2 separate regions of the Canis lupus genome follow, and region 1 is linked to region 2. A link is a contact called in public Hi-C data. All regions are on one chromosome and are shown on one strand. Each heading gives the region's core, a stretch centred on a gene start, on an enhancer-like site or on the middle of the called end of the contact. The rest is flanking DNA. Distances are from core to core; before and after follow the strand shown. Region 1 has its middle 16 kb from the start of C6H16orf72. Region 2 has its middle 36 kb from the start of C6H16orf72.

Region 1 (5,031 bases), core at 170-2,669, 52 kb after region 2:
TTAACCATGGCCTGGCAAGTCAGAATCCTTTTTTTTTTTTCTTTTTTTTTTAGAATCCTTTCTTTCTTTTTTTCTTTCTTTCTTCTTTCTTTTTCTTTCTTTCTCTCTTTCTTTCTTTTTGTTTTAAAAAGATTTTATTTATTTATTTGAAAGAGTGCACAAGCGAGGACGGGGGGGTGTAGGGAGAGGGAGAAGCAGGATCCCCCCTGAGCAGAGAGCCCGATGTGGGGCTCAATTCTAGGACCCTGAGATCATGGCCCAAGCCGAAGGCAGACCCTTAATCTACTGAGCCACCCAGGAGCACCTCACAAGGACATTTTCCTTCCTTCTTTAAAAAAAGGCACTTGGGAGACCTGGCCGGCTCAGTCGGTAAAGCTTGCGACATTTGATCTCAGAGTCGTGCAATTGGAGCCCCACTTTGGGTGCAGAAATTACTTAAAAATAATATCTTAAAAAAAAAACAACAACTCCCCTTGTATAGCACGGGGAGTATAGTTAATAATACTGTATTGTACGTTTGACAGTTGCTGAAAGAGTAAATCTTTTTTTTTTTTTTTTATAATAGTCACACAGAGAGGCAGAGACACAGGCAGAGGGAGAAGCAGGCTCCATGCACCGGGAGCCAGATGCGGGACTTGATCCCGGGTCTCCAGGATGGCGCCCGGGGCCAAAGGCAGGCACCAAACCGCTGCGCCACCCAGGGATCCCTGAGAGAGTAAATCTTAAAAGTTCTATTCATGAGGGAAAAAAATGTGGTGATGGATGTTAACTAAATTTACTGTGGTGATTATTTAACAACACATACAAATATTCAATTATCATGTCATGCACCTGAATCTAATACACTGTTATATGTCAAACGCCAGTTATATTTCATTTAAAAAAAAATTAGGGGTGCCTGGGTGGCTCAGTCGGTTAGTGCCTGCCTTTGGCTCAGGTCATGATCCTAGGGTCCTGGAATCGAGCCCCACTTTGGGCTTCTTGTTCAGCAAAGAGTCTGCTTCTCCCTCTCCCTCTGCTACTCCCCTTGCTTGTGCTCTCTCTCTCTCTCTCTCTGTCTCTCTCTGTCTCTCCCTCTCTGTCAAATAAATAAAAAGTCTTAAAAAAAATCCGCCAGCATGAGTGGTGGGACAAAGGATATGAGCGGCAGTGCCCTGTATTGTCCAAATACATGGTCTGGGTTATTGTCTGGAAGCACTCAGTTATGTTATAATGGGATAAGTTATGCTGTTGTCGATGACCAAACAACAATAAAAACATCTAATGAGCTAACCCCACAAAAGTTTGTCTCTGGCCCAGGCACAGCCTACTCTGGGTCCGAGCAACAATCCACAGCTGCTCCCCTCCACAGGTTGATGCTCTGTGACTCAGGGATGTAGGCGGCTTCTGTCTTGTGACCCCGCCCTCCACAAAGGGGAAGATGAAGCCCGGAGACTCTTGCAGAGGCTTTTTGCTGCCTCAGATAGGAAGTGACACATCACTTCTGATTATAATCTGTTGGCCAGAGCTAGTCATATGACCCCTCTCACACAAGAGGACCGGGATGGATATCTCCATGCGGCCAAGAACAAGTTAATGTCAATAATAACCTTTCTCATAAGGGTCCCCCTGCCATACATATGATTCCACATGTTTTATTTTTATTTTATTTTATTTATTTATTCATGACAGACACAGAGAGAGAGGGGCAGAGACACAGGCAGAGGGAGAAGCAGGCTCCATGCAGGGAGTCCGACATGGGACTTGATCCCGGGTCTCCAGGATCACACCCCAGGCCGAAGGCGGCTCTAAACCGCTGGGCCACTGGGGCTGCCCGATTCCACATGTTTTAATATTTATGGCAAGGCCTTGGTATTCACTTATTTGATCCCAATAACTCCCTAATGAGGTTTGTATTTTTTTAAAGATTTATTATTTATTTGAGAGAAAGAGAGTGCACAGGGAGAGGAGTACAGAGGGAGGAAGAGAGACTCTCAAGCAGACTCCTTCTGAGCACGGAGCCCACGCGGGGCTCCATCCTAAGACCTGGAGATTATGACCTGAGCTGAAACCCTGAGCTGGCCGCTTAACTGACTGAGCCATGCAGGTGCCCGTGTCATCATTTTAAAGCTAATTTTGAAAGAAAAGAGAGAAAGAAAGAAAGAGAGAGAGAGAAAGAAAGAAAGAAGAAAGAAAGAAAGAAAGAAAGAAAGAAAGAAAGAAAGAAAGAAAGAAAGAAAGAAAGAAAGCAAGCAAGCTAATTTCTTATTTGGGGCACAGAGCTTATTTCCAGTTTTTGGTTACTACAAATAATATTGCAATGAGCTAGGTTGGGTTTTCTGTTGACCAAAGCTTTGCATACATATTTATTTTCTTCATATAAATTTCTAAACATAGAATCAAAGGGTTAGAGTGGCATATTTCAAGCCTTTGCAGGTGAATTGCTGAATGCCCTCTCCATCTCCACTCTCACCCTGGACAGCGAGTGAAATGCCTGTTTCTCTATATACTCACCAACAGCGGATATGAAATATTTGTTTAAAATCTGTGTAAAATCTCCCACAAGAAGCCTGCTTCTCCCTCTGCCTGTGTCTCTACCTCTCTCTGTGTGTCTCATGAATAAATAAAATCTTTAAAATAATAATAAATAAAAATCTGTGCAAATTGCTTCAGTGTAATACTTTTAACGCAACTCAATGTCTTCTATCTGAAAAAAATAAAAGGTCTTTATTTAAAGTGTGAACCCAGGGATGCCTGACTGTCTTAGTCTGTGGAATGTGTGACTCTTGATCTCAGGGTTATGAGTTCAAGCCCCATGTTGGGTTTAAAGGTTACTAAAAATAAATAAGTAAATAAAACTTAAAAAAACAAATCAATAAAAAAATTTAGGCGTATTTATTTATTTTTAAGTAATCTACAATGTGGGGCTCGAACTCATGACCCTGAGATTAAGAGTGGTATGCTCCTCCAAACCAGCCAGGTGCCCCATCCCCCACATTTTTAAAGTGTGAATCTAAATCAAGTGTGTTAAAACTAGCCTTCCTTTGAATAGATCTATGTCACAAAAACTAGCATTACATTTATAACCACGTGGCCAAAGGGAAGAGGCAATTGATGCAACTGTCTATTCAAATCAGACACTTTAGAGTGGAGAAACCTGACAGACATTGCATCTACCAGAGGACTGAAGCTCACAGAAACAGTGAGAAATCATAATAATAGGGGCGCCCGGGTGACTCAGTCAGTTAAACGTCTGCCTTCAGCTCAGGTCATGATCCTGGGGTCCCAGATTGAGCCTCACGGCATGGAGTCTGCTTCTTCCTCTGTCCTGCCTCCTGCTCATGCTCTGTCACTCTCTAATAAATAAATAAATAAATAAATAAATAAATAAATAAATAAAATCTTTTTTTTAAGAAAACTATTCTGGGGCACCTGGGTGGCTCAGTGGTTGAGCATCTGCCTTTGGCTCAGGTCCTGATTCCAGGGTCCTGGGATCGAGTCCCACATCGGGCTCCCCGCAGGGAGCCTGCTTCTCCCTCTGCCTGTGTCTCTGCCTCTCTCTCCGTGTCTCTCATGAATAAATAAAAAATAAAGTCTTAAAAAAAACCAAAATAATAAACTCTTCTAAAAGTTTGTTAAAAAAAAAAATCACACCCAATCATGATAATTTGGGCCACCTAAAAAAAAAATTCAAGGATTTTTGACTCTAGCTATAAGGACATCAGGCTATTCCGATTTTGTCATCAGGAAAACTGCCCGTTTGGAAAGAGAGCCCCGCTGTGACATGTGGGGTCACCAGGGAAGCTGTTGGCTGAGCTGAGGATAAACACCAGGGATTCTATTCTCAGTAAGTGGCTTTCACCACTAACCATCCTTCCTTCCCCGACACTATGTATCGTGTCGGAACCTGAATTATCCTGTTTAAGTCCTGATTCTGGGAGACTTTTGGTGTTGGAAAACATTGGGGAATTTCAGTGGATTTGCCTGGAAAGAAAAATCTTACTTTTCTTTTTTTTTAAACAGATGATAAACTTCAACATTAATGCCAGCTCTTATGACAGGAGGTCAGATGATGTGAGGCAAAGCAGGAGCATCAGACTTTTCTTTTCTTTCCTTTTTAAAGATCTTATTTACTTACTAGAGAGAGGTACAGAGAGAGGCAGAGATACAGAGGGAAATGCAGGCTCCCTGTGGGGAGCCCAATGCAGGACTCTATCCTGGGATCCTAGGATCATGACCTGAGCCAAAGGTAGATGCTCAACCACGGAGCCACCCAGGCGCCCTAAGCATCAGGCTTTCAAATGACACGGGGCTTTAGGTGATAGCCAGGCCGCTGGTTTGCAAGTGCGTCCTGGTACAGCCCTGGGAAGCCACTCTCCAGAAATACCTAGGATGGTGCCTTAACTCAACAGAAGGTAACTGCTCCAGAGTTGAGAGTTTGGTTTTTCATGAAAGTTTAAATGAGGAGAAATTGTAGTTGAAGAGCTTAAAATCATAAGGGAAAATGAGGGAATGGACATCACATCTGTGAGCATTCTGAGAAATCATTTAAATTCACTAAAATTACTCTAACAACAACAAAAATAGCAACGAGGAGCATTTTTCTGCACATGCAGCAATGCTATGTTTGTTCTCTTTTTAAAAGAAATCCTGTGACCCCTCTCTCCACAAAACCCAGCATTGAGGTTGAGGCCTGGATCATTCTGGATACACACCCCTTGGAGAGGCTTGACCCAAACCAATTCAAAAAAAGAAAGCGCCAAGGAGCCAAATTCTTGGCTTTCACCAGTTCCTAAACAGGCTTTTGAAATTCATGGCAGAGATAATAATCTTGAAAGCCAAGGCTTTTGATTTGCAAGATTCGCAAAAGAGGCTGTTTTTTTTTCCCCCAATGGCTCTGAACTGGTTTTGAGTAGCAAGACTTTGGATTCAAAAGCAAATCCCCGAAGGAATCTTGGAATAAAGTTTCTGCCACAATAAACAATACATGGGGGGAGGGGGCGCTGATGAAAAGTCAGATTATCCTGAGCGTGAAAATGTCCAAAATAAAAG
Region 2 (5,567 bases), core at 456-2,955:
TGGCCAAAATCTGAACACCAAAAACATGAAATACTGGCAAGGACGTGGAACAGCTGGCACCCTTGTTCATTCACAGGAACAAAAAATCGAACAGCGACTTTGGAAGAGAATCTGGCAGTTTCCTACACCACTAACCATACTCCTACCACGTGATCCAGCAATTGCATCCCTTGGTATTTACCCAGAGGAGCTGAATGCTTATGTCCACACAAAATCCTGCACGTGGCTGTTTGCAGCAGCTTTATTCACAAACTGTGGTACATCCAGGCAATGGGATGTTATTCATCACTAAGAAAGGAACTTTCAAGCCATGAAAAGACAAGGAGGAAAGTTCAATGCACATCACCAAGTGAAACAAGCCAGGCTGCAAAGGCTACATACTGTGTGTCTCCAACTACAGGACACTCTGGAAAAGGCAAAGTTTGGAGACAGTAAAAGGATCACTGTGGTCGCCAGAGGCTGATGAATAGGTGAAGCCCGTGGAGATATTCAGGACGGTGAAATGAGTCTGTATGATGCCATAATGACGGATACACGTCATTATACACGTGGCCAAACCCATGGAAGGTCCACCACCTAGGTGAACACGTATGCAAACTGTAAGTTTGGGTGATGATGCAGTCAGTGTAGGTTCATCGACCGTAACACACGTCCCACTCTGGTGGGGTGGATAGTGCGGGAGGCTGAGCATCAGGGGTGGGGTAGGGTGTGTATGAGAAATCTCTGTACCTCCTCTCGATTTTGCTGTAAACCTAAAAATACTCTTTAAAAAAAAAAGTCTTAGGGGAGGTGTGCTTGGCTAGCTCTGTCAGAGAAGCATGTGACTCTTGATCTTGGGGTTGTGAGCTCAAGCCCTACACTGGGTGTAGAGATCACTAAAAAAGGGGGGGAGGTAATTTTTAATTTAAAAAGAAACCTTAAAATAGTCAAGGAAGGGGCAGCCCCGGTGGCGCAGCGGTTTAGCACCACCTGAAGCCCGGGGTGTGATCCTGGAAACCTGGGATCGAGTCCCAAGTCGGGCTCCCTGTGTGGAGCCTGCTTCTCCCTCTGCCTGTGTCTCTGCCGCTCTCTCTGAATAAATAAATCTTTAAAAAAATAGTCAAGGAACCTCTTAAACAATTTATCTATGTGTTTCTTTTTAAGATTTTATTTATTCATGAGAAGCAGAGACACAGGCAGAGGGAGAGGCAGGCTCCCCACGGGGAGCCCAACGTACTCGATCCAGGATCAGGACCTGAGCCAGAGGCAGATGCGCAACCACCCAGGCATCCCTATGTGTATGTTTCAAAGGAGAAAGTCAAAGGCTCAGCACCAAGCCCCAGCCCCAGCCCCATTTCGTTATAAAGTATCACTGGTCTGGGTGGATGGCTCTTCAACTTCAGCCTGTATCAGAATCACTTGGGGTGGAGGGGGGGAGGTAGAATTCTAAACATTCAGTATCCCTGCCTCCCCTGCCCCAAGGAGGTCTGATTCAGGGGCAATGGGATGGGCCCTGGGTCTTTACTATCAGGGTCCCCACCTACCGACACTAATGAGGGTTCAAGGACCACATTTTAAGAAACATGCCCCCAAGGCTTCCTTGATCCATACAAAGATCTTGCCACAAGGGAACTGGAGGGGGTCTTCCTCGCGGTGACGGTCCTCCGAGGCTTCCAGAAAACAAGCAGCTCTCCCAGGCAGCGCGTGTGCAGTGAGAGAGGGTCTGGGCAGCTGCGCCCAGAGTCGGTGTGAGGGGCTGCAAGGGACCTGCAAGGGGCAGCTGTCCTGTGGGCCCGGGGCCTCTAGATGGCAGTGCCCAGCCAGAAACAGAGCCAGTGGAAGTCCCAGGGAGCCGGCGAGTTGGGGAGGAGGGAAGCCAGGGACACGCCTCACAGCCCTTCCCGGCTCACCGACCCGGGGAGACGCTCAGATGCACGTCACCCGGCCAATGAATTACATGAATGAACGAATGAATGAATGAATGAAGGGTCACTAGAAGGTTTGAAATCCTTCATAATGAAGAGTAGCTGACGTGTATTGAAAACTTGCTGCCTGGCGCCGTTCTAGTCCAATTAAGACCATGCTGTACACATTTACTGTATGAAGAGCATTCCCCCGTTTCTTGAAATAACCGTCAGAGCACGCTCCATATATTTATAAATAGCAGCCTGGTGAAGCCGGTATGTTTGCTCAGTTCCCAATCGTTAGGTTTATGGGGTCTTGTTAATCCAAATACTGCACTTTGTATTGTTGCTTAAGAAACGCCTTTTACAGTTGGTTTTCCCCCCTGTTGGGATTAATACTTAGAAATGGAGCTTAGAGGACAGGAGACTAGGAATGATTTTAAAGATCCTCCTATAGACCAACCTCCTTTTCAGCGTGACAGCCAGGTGCCCATCAGGAACAGCGTGTGCCAGGCCCCATCATGTCAGGCTTCCCGGGGCGAGGTAGTAGCAACTTTTCTTTTCAAAAGCGAAGTCAGAACACAGAGGCTCCTTTTCAAATCTGAATTTCACAAAGTAAGGTCGAACTTTTTTTTTTTAAAGTTGAACTTTTGATTCATAATATTGACTGGTCACTTGTATTTCTGCTTCTGAAAACTCCCTGTGCATGTCTTTGGGTCCATTTCTCCTTTTTGGGCATACTCCTTATTTGCATATGTGCATATTGCACACGTGTATGTAGGTAACCATGGAGATATACACAGAGAGATTAAATCTGTCATCCTTGTCACAGTTCCTTTTTCCTTTTTCAATTTTTATTTCTATCGGTGATGTTTACTTACAATCAAGCTTTTATTTTAAACTTTAAAAAAAAGATTTTGAGAAAGGGTGAGCGAGAGAGCACAAGCAAGGGGAGGGACAGAGGGCCAAGACTGCCCGCTGAGCTCGGTCTTGACCCTGAGATCACACTGAGCTCCTATCAGATGCTTAACCAAATGAGCCACGTGGGCGCCCCCCAAGCTTTTATTTTAAAAATATGGGCCACGGGGCACCTGGGTGGCTCAGTGGTTGAGCATCTGCCTTCCGCTCAGGGAGTGATCCTGGGGTCCTGGGGTCGAGTCCCGCATTGGGCTCCCCGCATGGAGCCTGCTTCTCCCTCTGCCTGTGTCTCTTTGCCTCTCTGTGTCTCTCATGAATGAATAAAATCTTTTAAAAATAAATCAACCAATCAATCATAGCGCATGTGGGCCACTTCTGTGGCTCAGTTGGTTAAATGTCTGCCTTGGGTTTGGGTTCTGGTCCCAGGGTCCTGGGATCCAGCCCTGCATTGGGCTCCCTGCTCAGTGGAGGGTCTGCTTCTCCCTCTCCTCCTGCCCCCCTCTTGAGAACCCCCCCATTCCTACTCTCACTCAAATAAAATATTAATAATTTTTTTAAAAATCACAGGACATGCTCCGGGAGCAGAAGGCAGCAAAAGCTTTCTATAAAGGACCAGACAGTCCATACCTTCGGGACTCAGCGAACCATAAGGAGCCTGTCACAAATGCCCTCATAGCGCCAAAGCAGCCCTGGACAGTAATGCAAAACACACAAGTCTAAATAAAACTACAAAAACAGGCAGTGGGCTGGATTTGGCCCTCAGGCTATAGTCTGTGGACTCCTGGGGTAGAAGGACAGCTAACAATATGAGGTTGCCTCTGCAAAAGAACCAGGATTGGGGCTTGGGAGACAGAGGCCACTAGCTCTGCTTCATGTCAAGCTCTGTGTTAACTATGGCAAATGCCATCCTAAGGAGTTTATGACTCACTAAACTCACCTAAGCCTCCTAATAACTCGAAACAGAAACTACCATTGTCCACGTCTTATAGGTGAGGACACGGAGGCACAGACAGGTTAAGTGGGTTTGCTCAAGGTCACACAGCTCGTCCCTGGTTGAGCCGGGGTTCACATCAGGCAGGCTACGTCTGGAGACTGTGTATCAGTGTTACTTTTTTAAAGGCCTTTGGAGGTGTTCTACTTCCTTAAATAGTGTGCTTCTAATATTCTAAACCACCAATTTTAATAAAAAATTCCATTATATATATATATATATGATTTCATTTATTTGAAAGAAAGAGAGCGAGCACAAGCAGGGAGAGTGGTAGGGAGAGGAGAAGCAGGCTCCCCACTGAGCAAGGAGCCCCAAGCAGGGCTGGATTGCAGGACCCTGAGATCAGGACCTGAGCTGAAGGCGGATGCCCAACCAGCTGAGCAACCCAGGCGCCCCAAGAATTCCATTCTTTTGTGTTTTAAGATTTCATTTATTCATTAGAGACACAGAGAGAGAGAAAGAGAGGCAGAGACACAGGCAGAGGGAGAAGCAGGCTCCACACAGGAAGCCCGACGTGGGACTCGATCCCGGGTCTCCAGGATCACACCCTGGACTGAAAGCAGAGCTAAACCGCTGAGCCACCCGGGCTGCCCCAGAATTCCTTTCTTATAATAAAGAAAAAGTATGGCTGCATGGAAAAAGAAACGATTTTTCTCTCCTTATGCTGAGACCACAAAACATCATCATTTCACTGGAGTGAATAAAAAAAAGTAAAGCATGTAAAATGATGCCAACGTCACACTGCCCACTGGGTCTCCTGTTCAAAGGAAATCGGATTGTGCCCTTTTTCAGGTAAGGAAAGTCACACGGGAGAAGAGAGTCAAGACTTTTTAGAAAAACAAATGTTTGAGGTGGGCACCTCCCCAACAAGTCCCTCAACCTCTCTGAGGCATAGCTTCTCCAATGGCAAAACAGGTCCTTCCATGCAGGACTCGGGGGTTGGCAAGCTTACGATGGGATGATGGGATTTGCACATAAAGCACCCAAAAACCGTTGAAAAATGGGGGTAGGAGGGTGGCCTGGCCCCTCTCCTGTGCCCATCACACCAATTCCTGCAGGATTGGCAGGGTCCGTTCCTGTGTCTGGTCCCCAGCTGGCAGCACACAGAGAGGCCGGAGCCTGCATCGTGGAGCCTGCATCGTCCGTAGCCGCAGTTTACCTTCTGCCAAAGGCTAAGGGAAGAACTGCAGCCACAGCAGGAACCTAGGCAGGCCAGGCCCAGAGCAAGGCCAGCACCCCATGTGGTACACCCTGGGACACAGAGGGAGGTGGAGGTGGAGGGGCAGGGTCTGAACCCTGAGGACATGTATCTGCAAGTTTCAGACCCCTGACTGCCCGGTATCCCAGACCCCAAAGCCATTTTACAGGTGGACAAGGTGAGGCCCAGGGAACCAGGCAGCAGCTTCTGAAGGAGCCTAGGAAGGCATCCACCCACACATTCTCCTGAGGCCCTGACCAAGGCAGGCCCAGGTCAGCCTCGTGCACAGGGCCTCAGAGGGACAAACACCTGAGTGTGAGTGTCCTAAAGGAGACCTGCAGCCTGCAATCCACAGCCGTCTCTGGGGTGCCAGCTCCACTCCCCTGTCCCCGGCAGCGTCCAGAGTGTGTGCCGATCTGGTGGGACTGTTACCATCAGCCTGGGATATTGTTACCCAGCCTCGTGGGAGAGGGAGAGGTGACGAAGGACAAGATAGGCTGCAAGCTTGGCCCTTCCCAACTGGCCCGGCCACTGGATGGGGCATCGCAGCAGGGGAGGAGGGTCCTTAGGGGCAAAG

The links. A called contact is a pair of places that touch in the nucleus more often than the background predicts.
Region 1: a Hi-C map of skin fibroblasts shows a contact between it and region 2, with 3 times the contacts expected there. The contact joins two enhancer-like sites. A contact is called at or near these places in 6 of 9 Hi-C or Micro-C datasets (amygdala, blood, liver and 1 more).

The regions. Positions count from the first base shown.
Region 1 is chr6:33,458,727-33,463,757 of UU_Cfam_GSD_1.0, forward strand. No RefSeq gene overlaps it. Among named protein-coding and RNA genes, the nearest start is that of C6H16orf72, 16 kb to the left of the region's middle. Within about 2 kb of position 1,420, at least 2 of the 20 cell types and tissues checked have an H3K27ac peak or open chromatin away from gene starts, as enhancers often do. A contact at or near this core is called in blood, where this site is marked.
Region 2 is chr6:33,406,361-33,411,927 of UU_Cfam_GSD_1.0, forward strand. No RefSeq gene overlaps it. Among named protein-coding and RNA genes, the nearest start is that of C6H16orf72, 36 kb to the right of the region's middle. Within about 2 kb of position 1,706, at least 4 of the 20 cell types and tissues checked have an H3K27ac peak or open chromatin away from gene starts, as enhancers often do. A contact at or near this core is called in blood, where this site is marked.